Linked DNA regions of Mus musculus: regions 2, 3 and 4 are each linked to region 1. Evidence: chromatin contacts called from public Hi-C, HiChIP or PLAC-seq and promoter capture Hi-C data. All regions are on one chromosome and are shown on one strand. The core of a region is the stretch at or near the end of the contact, and the rest is flanking DNA. Distances in the headings are between cores, read along the strand shown.

The links. Promoter capture Hi-C pulls out the DNA fragments that hold promoters and counts their contacts. Hi-C and Micro-C count contacts between places; a contact is called where the count stands out from the background. HiChIP or PLAC-seq counts read pairs in DNA pulled down with a chosen protein or histone mark.
Region 2: a contact with region 1 is called in a promoter capture Hi-C map of neural stem cells. The contact joins the enhancer-like site here to the promoter of Trdmt1 in region 1. A contact is called at or near these places in 21 of 39 promoter capture datasets (the 3T3-L1 cell line, the C10 cell line, the HPC-7 cell line and 13 more), 7 of 15 datasets of contacts at CTCF or cohesin (CD8 T cells, the G1E-ER4 cell line, embryonic stem cells and 4 more), 123 of 484 Hi-C or Micro-C datasets (the 4T1 cell line, the AML12 cell line, B cells and 65 more), 41 of 115 datasets of contacts at active chromatin or transcription factors (the 230-238 cell line, CD8 T cells, DN3 thymocytes and 27 more) and 5 of 9 other capture datasets (adipose tissue, bone marrow-derived macrophages, embryonic stem cells and 2 more).
Region 3: a contact with region 1 is called in an H3K4me3 HiChIP or PLAC-seq map of bone marrow-derived macrophages, with 2.6 times the contacts expected there. The contact joins the enhancer-like site here to the promoter of Trdmt1 in region 1. A contact is called at or near these places in 9 of 39 promoter capture datasets (the C10 cell line, the HPC-7 cell line, cranial neural crest and 6 more), 2 of 15 datasets of contacts at CTCF or cohesin (large pre-B cells and pro-B cells), 8 of 115 datasets of contacts at active chromatin or transcription factors (the 230-238 cell line, acute myeloid leukemia, bone marrow-derived macrophages and 4 more) and 3 of 9 other capture datasets (adipose tissue, liver and macrophages).
Region 4: a contact with region 1 is called in a Hi-C map of CD4 T cells, with 4 times the contacts expected there. The contact joins the enhancer-like site here to the promoter of Trdmt1 in region 1. A contact is called at or near these places in 3 of 484 Hi-C or Micro-C datasets (CD4 T cells, CD8 T cells and embryonic stem cells) and 1 of 115 datasets of contacts at active chromatin or transcription factors (thymic regulatory T cells).

Annotation. Positions count from the first base shown.
Region 1 is chr2:13,542,747-13,545,992 of GRCm38.p6, reverse strand. Trdmt1 (tRNA aspartic acid methyltransferase 1) reads left to right here and starts at 1,329. Exons shown (of 11, transcript NM_010067.4): 1 at 1,329-1,424. The coding sequence starts at 1,361.
Region 2 is chr2:13,289,415-13,292,399 of GRCm38.p6, reverse strand. The region is part of intron 60 of Cubn (cubilin (intrinsic factor-cobalamin receptor)); the gene reads left to right. The region is part of intron 2 of Gm13270 (a long non-coding RNA gene); the gene reads right to left. Among named protein-coding and RNA genes, the nearest start is that of Gm13270, 19 kb to the right of the region's middle. Within about 2 kb of position 1,604, at least 11 of the 459 cell types and tissues checked have an H3K27ac peak or open chromatin away from gene starts, as enhancers often do. A contact at or near this core is called in the HL-1 cell line, bone marrow-derived macrophages, heart atrium and 2 more, where this site is marked.
Region 3 is chr2:13,328,810-13,331,841 of GRCm38.p6, reverse strand. It overlaps Cubn (cubilin (intrinsic factor-cobalamin receptor)), which reads left to right. Exons shown (of 67, transcript NM_001081084.2): 48 at 180-361. Among named protein-coding and RNA genes, the nearest start is that of Gm13270, 59 kb to the right of the region's middle. Within about 2 kb of position 1,336, at least 18 of the 459 cell types and tissues checked have an H3K27ac peak or open chromatin away from gene starts, as enhancers often do. A contact at or near this core is called in bone marrow-derived macrophages, neural stem cells and pro-B cells, where this site is marked.
Region 4 is chr2:13,759,346-13,762,266 of GRCm38.p6, reverse strand. The region is part of intron 2 of St8sia6 (ST8 alpha-N-acetyl-neuraminide alpha-2,8-sialyltransferase 6); the gene reads left to right. Among named protein-coding and RNA genes, the nearest start is that of St8sia6, 33 kb to the left of the region's middle. Within about 2 kb of position 1,661, at least 17 of the 459 cell types and tissues checked have an H3K27ac peak or open chromatin away from gene starts, as enhancers often do. A contact at or near this core is called in CD8 T cells and thymic regulatory T cells, where this site is marked.

The DNA of each region.
Region 1 (3,246 bases), core at 80-2,579:
ATCAACACATATTGAACTCAAAAAGACTGAGGCAGCATGCACAGGCCTGCACCGTGTGGGGCCCTAGAGCTGCAAGGAGAACTGGGCACATCCCATCCCTAATTCAGAACAATATCTGGTTGATAACCTCCTGCAAATGAAGATTTGTTTTCCTCCAAGGGAATCTCACTGGGGAAACAAACTACTCTTAAGAGTAGGCCGTGGGCCCAGCAGTTGATGGCCAACAGGAAATGAACTCAATAGCATCATTGGAGAGTCTTTGTCTTATAATGTTGTGCCAGGGCTCCTCCTCCTTCAATTTTTAACTTATGTTTTATTTTATTTTATTTTATTTTATTTTATTTTATTTTATTTTATTTATATATTTTCTTCTCTCTTTTTACCCTACTGCTCTTTGCATTTATTATTATGGTTTCCAGTTAAGTGTTTTTATGAGTGTGCAAATGGGTTTTCCATTTCTTGGGCCTTTTCTTGTCTCCCGTCGCCCCCCCCCGCCCCCCCCCCCCCGTTTGCTTTGCTCAATACCGATGTGTTAGTTTTTGTTGTCTTGTTTTATTTCATTGTTATAGAAGCCCATTTGTTTTCTAATGAGAGACAGAAACTGGGTGGATCTTGATGGGGTGGGGAGGAGCTAGGGGTACTTCAGTAAAGGAGGAGGAATTGCAATCAGGATATATTATGTGAAGAAGAAAATCTGTTTTCAATAAAAAGAAACAGCATGTGTCGGGGTAAATAGGATGAGTCCTATTTTCATTTATAGCAGGCATCCTCCCTATTATGAATGGGCTCAGAGGGATCGGCTTTAAGTACTTGTAATTCTGGAGCTTTCTTTAGGAAAGAGCCTGGTAGGACTTAACTTCTTACTCTCGCACAGGCACACCAGAGAGCATATAGATATGTGCCCAAGATTCCTCAAAGAATTGCTTGATCAGGTCAGACTTTAAAAGAACAAAAGGAACCTGCAGTTAAAAACAAACAAACAAAAAAACCAAAACCAAACAAACAAAAAGACTGTGTTCTAATCAGTAATTTACTTCAAAGCCAAGGGTGGTTTCAGCTCTCTACTCAAGGCCTCAGAAAACACAAAACAAGGAGGAAAAAGCACAAATCAGGCTAAGGAGCGGCAGTCTCTCACTTGGGAGGCCTTATTAATAGTTTGTCTGTCCTTTGTCCCCTTCCTAGCCCTGCTAGCCCCCGGGCTCCAAACTGTGATCTTAATCTGCAGCTAGAGGAACAGGGGGTTGGGGGAACTGAAAAGCCGCGGAACCAGAAGCGAAGGGAACGGAGCGGACATGGGGGAGTAAGAGACGCAGAGAACCGGTAGGCCTAGTTTCCAGGCCGCGGTCGCGGTTGCGAGAGGATGGAACCTCTGCGTGTCCTGGAGCTGTACAGTGGCATTGGTGGCATGCACCACGCGCTGCGAGGTGAGCGGACAGACAGCTTCTCTTGGATTCACTTGGGGCCGCAGGTTCCGGCTCTCGCGCCGCGGAGGGGCGGGGCGGCGGGGCGGTGGGGCGGGACCTGGTGCGGTCGACCTCGGTTGCCCTGGAAACCACTTTAGTGAGCCTCCCTGGTCCGCCCCTCCAGGCTGAGACTCCCCTACTCTGGCCCCAATCCTTGGAGCCTAAGCAGGCCGGCTCCCCATGGTACTGTTTGTGAGGCTGCATTCGTGTGCAGCCAAATGAACCTAAGTTGCTTCAGACAAAGTTAAGGCAAGGGCGAGCCCTTTGCCCAAAGCCAAGATCCAAATTCTAGACTGGCTGTCACTGGGCTTGGAGGAAGTCACGAAAGCGGGCGGGGGTGGGTTGGAGCAGGGGGATAACTGCAGTTCAAGATAGAAATGTACAAGTATTAGTGTGAAGGGGGAGAATTAAAAACAGTAATGTGCTTGACACACTGTAGCAGCTTAGAAATTAGTTTGCTGTCACTTAGGTTTGGAAGCTTCGTAATTTCTTTGGTCTCTACCCACTTTTGTGATAACTCAGAAATATTTACTTGGTGAACTCCATTGACCAGTACTGTATTTTAGGCACTTGGGATATGAAGTGACAGTGGGTGTGCGGGCGCGTGTTTGTGTGTGTGTGTGTGTGTCTGTGCACATGTGCAAGCACGTCTGTCCTGAAGTTGCTAAGACTAAGACAAATGCAAAAAGGAAACTTTGCTTCTCTTTTTATTAACTAGAGTAACAAGAAGCTAAGTGGAGCAAGATTTTTGTATTCCTTCACTCTTGAAAGTCCCTAAGTTCTAGCCTTTACTTTTACTTTTGCTTCTGTTGCCTCTCAGAGATTGCAAATTCAAACTTTTCTACGATAGCTTTTTTTTTTTTTTTAACCTGCCTTATGTTAGTTAATATATGACCTGTTAAGAAATACTTTCCCTGTTATCCAAAGTAACTTTCTGGTTACCGAAAGCTCCCTACATCTTCGGTTTGAGGTTTGCTTATAGAAGAGGTCTTAATCATATTAATTAATAACAATTAATATTTAATTATTAATCTTTTTTAGTGTTTGTATGTTAGATAAACTTTGGTTTTAAATTTATCTGTAAGGAAGTAGTACATCCTGGTGTTTTTCTTTATTTATGCAGCTAATAAAGATTAATAACAGTGACAGCTGGCTTTACCTTTTATTAAGGGCATCTACATGTCAGGACCTGTTCTGAGTCTGTAATAAGCTAGCTTGGTGGTAGAGCCAGAAGCCTAACCTAGATCTGTCTAGCAGATCTCTTAGCCACACTTCGTTACTACCATTGGTCCCATTCACTAACTTAGATGAAGAGCAGTAGTAAGAATATTGGCTGCTAATTTGTCCACTTCTAGATAATATTTGCAATGGAATATTTTATTGTTGTAAATGTGTGTATACACATATATACACACTATAAAATGTGTCATTTTGTGTTTCAGTGTACAGTTAATCAACAGCAAGTGTGCTTACGAAGTCATACAATTGTAAACATTATTAGTTTTCAAACATTTTCATCATCACAGACAGAAGCATTGCACCCACTTAAAAATATTTTAGCGCCTCTCTTCCTGAAGATATTAAAGCCTCTATTCTACTTTGGTCTTATCTCTTCTAGGTACCTCATAAGTAGAATAATCTGTTCTTTGATGTCTAGCTTAACAATTTACACAATGTTTACAAAGTTCATCTGTGCTGTAGAATGTGTCAATGCCTCATTCCTTTTTATGGCTGAATAATATATTGCTGTATAGATAACAGTATTGTCTATTTATTCATTGTT
Region 2 (2,985 bases), core at 355-2,854, 250 kb after region 1:
AACTTGGTGCTCTTGGTTTTGGCAGATATATTTTAAAGTTTCCAGTCCCATCTGAAGAGAAAATTCCCTGTACTTACTATCCTATGGGATTCAGAAATGTGACTTCTAAACACTAAATGCTTCAAATTATTGTTGTAAGGCCAATTATAAACTCCTGAACATCAAACTTGCATAAAAACATTCCCTAGAGCTTTCTGGGAGCCCTTGTAATAACTCACTGGGCTTAACCCTTCTGCATATTATCAGGCACTGGGGAAGGGTGTGTGCCTCTTTAGGGACAACATCAGCAGACCCTAGGTGCATTGGTTAGGAGATAGCACTGCCACTAAGCATTCATGTACTTAGTTATTCATTAAATAAGTGTGAATTTCAGTCTACCTCATTATAGATATTAGCTCAAACATTTAAAAATGCATAAAGAGTAAATAATTATTACTGTGATACTTTGAATCTTACATGACCCACCAAAGCACAGCCGTTAAGAAGACATGGTTGGTAGCATGGGAGTCAGTTAGGAAGGTAGGTTACTGAGGACACTGCCGTTTGAAAGATACCTGAGTCCCAACCACTCTTTTCTATCTGCATCAGTGCTTCTGTGAAGTATATAACCCCCACCCCCTGTGTGTCCTTCTGTCATGACCTTAACACAGTCCTAGAACAACAAAGCTCTATAACTGTGTTGCTATAGAGATTAGTCGTGCAAAGACTGAGTCCTAGAGACAAAGTATATCTTGAGTTGACTATTATAGGCATTTTGTCACAGTGACACCAAGAAACAAGGCTTCTAGAAGGCAAGGTGTGCCTGAGTTAGTGTTCAGACACTAACTCACCACAGACATGCAGTCCCTGCTCCAGTGTTGTTCAGGGTCTACCCACAGCAAGAGATTTGGTGTTGGCAAGGAACAGAACAGAGAAATAATTTCAGGTTTGATCATACAGGAGGCTAGTAGTCATGCAGTTTGTAACTATATATTCCAATCAGTTACGCTAACTCTTACTTTAATGTGGTTGGATGAATATAGTACCAGCACAGGGCCACCTTCTACCCAGCCCTAGCTTGTCCTTGTCCTGCCCCTCACATCTACCAGTCTCTAACTGACGTTGGTCTTGTAAAGTAAGACCCAGGCTCCTCGGCATGAACTGGGTGGTCTTCCCCGACTCTCTCTCTCTTTTATAGTATGAATCTCCTTGATATTATTTGACAGAATTACCTTTTCTTTTCTTTGGTTTCTTTTTTATATTTTTCCATGCATATTTGTAGATATATCTGTAAACAGCAACACACACACAGACACACACACACACACACACACGCACATGCGCGCACATACGTTTATATTTAGCTCTTTCTTCTCACTATTTTATGAGCACCTTGAAGGTACATAAATGCTCTTATGTCTCTCCATATACACACTACCCAACACAAGCCAGGTACATGATACAAGTGAAAGCTTGTATAGACCACAGTGGTTGTAATGAAACCTCACTTAGCAGAAAAAGTATGTTGTCTTTAACTTGGCAACTCTTCTCTATAAAGTGAGGGTGTTTGACTACAGAACTTCACTTTTCTGTGCTCCTCGTGAATTCATATAGAAGAGACAGCACCATCTAGTGGTCAGTTTTGTTTCATTTTTTAATTTTGAAATTTATCATGTTCATTTTATAACATCAGTGGCCACACTACTCTGAGATTTCTGATCTAATGTGGTTCTGTTATGAACTCATATTCAGGGCTACAGAAACACAGAAAATCATTATTAAAGTACAATAAAAATTAACAACATAGACATAAAAATGAAAACATACTATATTAATTTATTTATTTATTTATTTATTTTTTAGTAAAGTGTTTGAGGGATATACAAATCCTCACTATTTCTTTGGGTGTTTGTAAAAATCTGTGAAAGCCATCAGTAGTTCTGGATGCTAGAGACACTTCTGAGCATAACTCCGTTTCTCTTCCTGTGAAACTCACACTTGTGCAGAGGGGGCGCCCAATCAAAGTAAATAAGCATTACATTGATTGAGTTTCATCACAGTAAAATAAAACAAGATGGTATTGGAGGAGGGCCCCACTGTGTGGGATTAGACTCTCAGGGGAGGTGACATTTGAGTAAAAGGTCTATGACTAGGGATTATCAGTCCTTCAAGAAAGACTATGTCTCCAAGGGAGGAGACTGTCAGAGGCAGCAAGCACTGGGAAGGGAGAGAAGCAACAGCATTGACCAGGGCTTGCAAGTTCTGCATTGGGTACAAGGTATAGTTTTGTAGGAAGAATAGACACATACTCTAGGTCATCAAACACCTGGGCACTACGGTGCAGAACTCTGTGAGTGCTCTGTGCAATTGATCTGTGAGCCATGTTCTGAAGAAACTGTGTCACATGGCATTGATACAATATATTTCGAAAGTGGAACAAAGTGGGGATGCTTATCATGGGAATGGGAGAGTTGAGTATGACTGGAATTTAGACTTGAGCTGTTTATTGAGATAGAGTAGACTCAGGGAGAATATTTTAGGGAAGGGTGATGCTGTGGTGTGTACATATCACTCAAGTACCTGTGGTAGAAATGTAAACCTTATATCCATATGCTAAAGGTATGGGGGGCTTTGAGGTATAACTGGGGTTAGATGAAGTCATGAGAGTGGGGTTCCTATCATGGGGTGAATAGTATCACCCCAGGAGAGGAAGAGATTGCCGAGCTGGCATGCTCCTGATGATCTTCTTAGGATGCTCATATGTTAGAAGGCAAGAAGGCCCTCATCAAAGTCTGCCCCTTGAATTCTGAATGTTCCTCAATCCTCAGAAATATCACAATTAACTTACTTGTGTATAAATGACATGGTCTATGGTACTCTGGTACAGCAACATAAAACAAACCAAGGCATGTGGGTCATAGGGAAGGGTCAAAGCACTTACCAAGAAGCGAGTAAGCATGGTTTATGCATTACACACTCTTAAGGTCTGGGGCGATATGGCGGAAC
Region 3 (3,032 bases), core at 87-2,586, 210 kb after region 1:
TAGAGACAAGAGTTGAATACCAATATAGATATAAGAAGTCAAGATTGAATATAGATGAGCACTCTCATACATGTGGAAACAAAAATTATGACCAATAACTTTTTCTAGATGGGTCATTAAAAACTAATTTTAAATGCAGAAAGATATTTTGACTAAATGCTTTTCTTTCTGTCTTTCAGTGTGTGGTGGGGATTTACATGGCCCTACTGGCACATTTACTTCTCCCAACTACCCAAACCCAAATCCTCATCCCAGGATCTGTGAGTGGACGATCAATGTACACGAAGGAAGGCAGATTATCCTCACTTTTACCAATTTGAGGCTAAGTACCCAGCAATCCTGCAACACTGAGCACCTCATTGTAAGTGTTCCCTGGAGGCTGGGCTCTGTGTTCTATTGAGTATGGGATGTGTTCACACAGACGTGGTAGTATGAAAACTCAGTCAAACTATTACCACCTATGCAAATTCACACAAATTCAGAGTATTTTAGACAGAAGGAAATCACCATAAACTTCTTTCAGAGACTGACATCAATAATTGCATGCACCCAGGTTATATGTTGGTTTAGTTTTCAGAACAAAGCATTATTTTTTATATTTATATATTTATTATTTATTGGTTATTTTATTATTTACATTTCAAATGTCATCCCCTTTCTCAGTTTCCCCTCCAAAAACTCCCTCTCCCATATCCCCTCCCCCTTGCTTCTATGAGGGTGCTCCCCCACCCCTACCTCCTCTCTGCTCCTGTGACCCAGCCACCCTAATCTCTCTTCTGTCCCTTGATTATGTGCAGTGCTCCAACATCATGCCTTAACTGCTGATATGACCTCCATCTAGACTGTCCCTCCCAAGATGGCTGCCTAGTTATCTTTTCATGTCCCTTAGACCTCCACTCTAGTGACTGACCCCCACCACCTCATTATAGGACCCTAAATGAAGCAAGCCCCCCTTGACCTGTTCCTTCATGTGTTGTCATTTCACAGTACTTCACACCAGCTTACTGAGAGCGAGAACTAGTTTCCTTTGGTGAATCCTAGTGGTCTATATTCTTGGAGATAAGGGTTTGATGAATGAATTGGGGAAATAACATGATTACCTTTTTTTAAAAAAAAAAGCTATTTTTGTTGTCAGTTTAGTTGTCTGCTGCTCAATCCGAAATCCCAAATTAATGTTTGCAATTTATTTTGACATCCCATGACATCCCCTCATCACTTGCAAGTACCTCAACATGGCCTTATTTAGCTTTCCGATTATTGTCTCAGGTCTAGTATCTGAAGTACTGAAATGTTTCCCCCAGATACTCAGTATAGAACCACTGTGGTTTTCTTACATTTGAGAGCCAGAGAATGCTGGGTGATGTTCCTGTTTTCTCTTTTCCTCCTCCTTCTTAATGCAACTACTCTGGGACTCTAATCCCTTCTAAGCATTTACATTATTGTTTCTAGCTAACATTTCCTATTTTGCACCTCTTTAGTTCGTTTTGGGTCTCATCTAGCCATGTCCCACTATAAAAACTGAGAAATTAGCTTCCTCCCTTGAGAAGTGCACACAGGGAATTCAGAGTACACATATTCTGTCCACTTCCCTGTTTCAGTCACACATGTCACAGTTTCCATGATTGGTCCACTTGGGTGATTGTGGAAACTACATTCAGGCTAAGCCAGGCAGTATGCTGTGCCCACGTTTCCATTTGCTTTTTCAAATAACAATAACAGTTGTACTATTTTTAGATTCTATAGATGTTAGTCACGAATTTTTCTACATATCTTCCATCAAAGACATGCATGTCTATTTTTGTCACCAGTATCCCTGTCCATCTGCAGCAAGCCATCTGGGAACCATTGTTTTGGGATTTTCCTGCCCCATTGTGTCTGTAGTCTCTTCATTGCATTCTGGACTGGCCAGCTGGCTCCATGATGCTGTACATTTCCTTTCTTAGTCAATTTCCTGTTTTCACTGAGGTACATGCTCTTGTAACTCTCTAAGGACACGAATATGTACAGCAACCTTTGAGTACCTATAAGATTTCTGCTTTACTAGAATCATTTGAATGTACATATTTAAACTATTATAGAATCATAATTTGAAGTTTCATGTAGTTTCTTTCAGTTTGCATCTCTATTTACATTGGTCTCTGAATTTCACATTGGATGTTTCCTTAGAGTCCTGGTTGTTCTTCATTCACGTTTTAAAAATCTGTGAAAAAGCTGATTGGGAGCTCTGTGTACATGCCTGAGCCTGGAAACTGGCATTTGTGGAAGTACCTAAGACAGACCTTTACTTATATTTATTTTCAAATATCATGGCTTCAGATCTTTTCTCACGGGGAGGATGAAACTCCATCAAGGAATCATTTTGGGAATTCATTTCTGTAGGAGGTTGTTTAAATTCCATTTTTTAAATCATTTTTATGCATTGGTGTTTACTTTCCTCCTCTACACTCCAAACAAGTGCAGGAATTAGTGTTTACCCACCCTCTGTGTACTTGAATGCTTGTCCGAAAAGAGGGAAACAAAGCCCAAGATCTACAGGCAGCATGGCTGAGCTCTGAGCATCCTGTTACTTGCTGAACACCACACCCAGCTGGACTGTGTTTGAAATTCCTACAAACCCAGCAACCAATCTGATGGCCAAGATGGAGGAAAGGAAAGGCTGCACCACACAGCATATGGGGTCATGAGACAAATGTCCAAATTTGTTCCACGTCATAGCAATTCTTAAATATTGACTGCCATGTGTCTGCTCCCATCTTATGTCTTCTGAGGCTTGTAGTTTCTGACTACAGAAGATCTTAGGAGATATGAGGTCACACTCTGGTTGCTTCTAAACACAGAAAGAAGTCCATACACTAACTGGTTGACTGCACATGGTTTACTCATTACAATTCTATGCTACCCCTACCTAAAGATGCAGAAAGAGGCAGTAGAGACCATTGTTCATTGCCTCCAACACAGCCTTGTTGCTTATAAATTCTTTTGATTCTGAGAACACATTACCCATTCTTGTTTATAGTAGCATGAAATATGCA
Region 4 (2,921 bases), core at 412-2,911, 220 kb before region 1:
CTGTGGTTCTCACCTTTTCTGTGTAGCCACACCCCTCTCAGGGTATAAGAAACAACCGAATAAATAGATTTGTCTGGCTTCACAGCATTCAGCTAATCATGTGATCTATTCATACTCTCCCACTCTTCTCTCCATATGACTTCCAGCCCTTTCTTGGGGTCTGAGCCTATTGGCATTCTGGGCTCAGTGGAAGGAGTGTTTGGAGAATTTACCATCTATACATAGATTAAAAAAAAAAAAAAACATGGTTACCCCAAACCCTCCTCCATGTTTCCCTGTTAATTTAACACCTGAGGTCAAAATGACTTTTCTATTAGATGATATCAATTCTAATCTTCCATTGTTACAGAATATGTCTAAGATGGTACTTGATGCTCTGCTTAGGAACTGTCTTCTTAGTCTCGTACATGCTATTTAAAGCAAAGGAGTGTGACTATAAAGGACCATCATGGGATTTTGAAATAAAAACCAACCATGGAAATGGACTAAGGTATTCATTCATTCTCTTCTTCCAGGGTTCCTACCCTGTGCCATGAGTCAGCTTTTACTCTGAGACTTAGATCAGAGAAGGAAGTGTTGGAGAAAGTACTGATGCAGGTGGATTTCTATCACCTCCGGCAAGAGGCTGGACTCTGAGGGTGGAACTTATCGATCCACATCCAGCAGTAGCATCACAGTAGTGAATTCTCAGAAGATTCTTTGAGAACCCTGGATCTGGAGGATCCCAAAATATTCCTAGCTAGTCTTTGACTTCCAAATTTTGTCTTGATATCAGTAAAGAAGCCAGGTAATGGTGGACAAATATGACTGAAATATATTATGCACATGTATGAAAATATCACAGTGAAGCCCATTTTGTATAATTAATATGTACTAACAAAAATAGTACAGCAAAAAAACCAAAAAACAAAAAAACAAAAAGCCAGAGGAATTGAGGTGTGACCTGCCCCCAGCCACCCACCCGCATCCATTGACTTGAGTCATACAGCAGGCTCCAAAAATGACCCTGAAGTGTGCTTATGCCATCTACAAGTTCATGATAGGGAACTATAGTTGTTGACTCTATTTTCCCTAATTGCATATTTGTAGCAAAACCTCTGACAATGGAACTGCATCATGACTGTGTGTGGTACCATGACACTTAGGCTCATAGATATAACGTCATATAAAACCAGTGGACCATAGTAAACTCATAAGCACTTGCCTTCCCAATGGTTGTCCTGGCCTCAGAACCCACGCCCTTCCAGTGTTTATTCTGAACATAATCAAAAGTCTTTTAAAATATAAACTTCAGTCCATCACTATCCTTTAGCCATTTCTTGACACACTCACAGCAAAAGCCAATGCCCATTTTATAGTACAAGTCACTACAAAATCTGGTCTAGCTGCCTCTCTGACCTCATTCCTTTGGTTCTCCTATGTGCTCTCATGGTTTAGCCATAAAGAACCTAAGGCTATTTCTAGACTGCTGTGTGTCTTGTCTCCGACCATGTTCTCTGCCTAGACTACTGCTTCATACCCTTCACCCCAAATACTCATCTAGCTTGCACCCTGCTTCAAGTCTAGGCTTTGGAGGCTGCCCCTAACCTCCTCTCCACTCCAGCAGGCACTGTGCTCACTCTCCCCTGCTTTGTTTTCAGCATCTCACTGTTCACCTTGAAACATGAAATAGACTTCATATCAGTTGTTATCTGTCTCCACCCACTAGCAGGATGTTCTACATGGGCATGGCTTGTTGCCTGTTTCCTTTACAGCTATGACTCAAATAATACCTGAGACACAGAAGAAACAAGTCAACATTTGTATGCCAGTGACCTTTCATGGAGAAAGAAAGTGAGACATGGATAAATTGGTCACACAGGAGGCAGGTGTGAAACTTAGGACTTGAACCCAGGACACCTTCCATGGCCATTTTTAAGACAGCAGTAAGATCAACTCTGGCTTTCTACATTCTTTACTTGTTTGTACAACAGGTTCCTCATTGATTTTTTTTCAAGTTAATCCTTTATTCACTATAGTCTTTGCAGCCTATATAGTTCACAGTCCAAATAAATCTCTATTGTAGTCACACCAATCCCCCCACCCCTTAAAATGAAACTTCTATTATTTGCTAAAATGACTGCTTTCAAAACAGTTTATCACTATTCTGGTCACATGCTGAAGTGACGTGCTTAAAATCCCTTCAAAATAACACTGTGAAGAAATCCTTTTTATACAAAGAAAACAAATGTGGTTGAAAACCCGTGCCCTGCCTCTTGTCTATCTGCCTTCTACCTACACCTGACCACTCAGATTCTTTCTAATGTTGTTACTCTGACAATAACATTCATAGCTGGAGTTAACCCAGGATGCCATCCAGCCTTGTGATATTAAGAGCCTTAAAGCAGGGTGGCAGGTGAAGGAAGGGCCTTCAGGCTTCTCATTTTGGTTTATTTAGAGAAGCACAGGGTATATCAACTTGGTGCAGGTTGATCACGACTCTATGAAATCTTATTAGTCGAAATGAAATGTCCCAGGCCAAGGGTGTTGCTCAATGGTAGAACACTTGCCTCAGGTTTAATCCCCAACAAGGTGTTGGGGAAAAACCATCAAATTGTGGAGAATGCCACAGAGAAATATTTGCTAACCATTTGCTTAGTCATTTTACAGCTGAGGCTCAGAGAAACTCATTTAACAGTTCTCTGCATGGTCCAGTCCAGACTTTCTTTAATAGCTCATGGTTTTATGGCCTTTGCAGGGTTTTAAACACAGCAAGCACATGCATTTATTACCTGGAGTGTCCATGGAAATTCAGAATGTTTAGACCTTCCTAACCATTGTAGCATTGGTGTGCATGGCACCATGGACCCCGAGTTGCTGATTTTAAACAAGGCGCATCACTCAGCCTGCATGCTCTCCCTTATCATCAAAGTGCCAAGCCC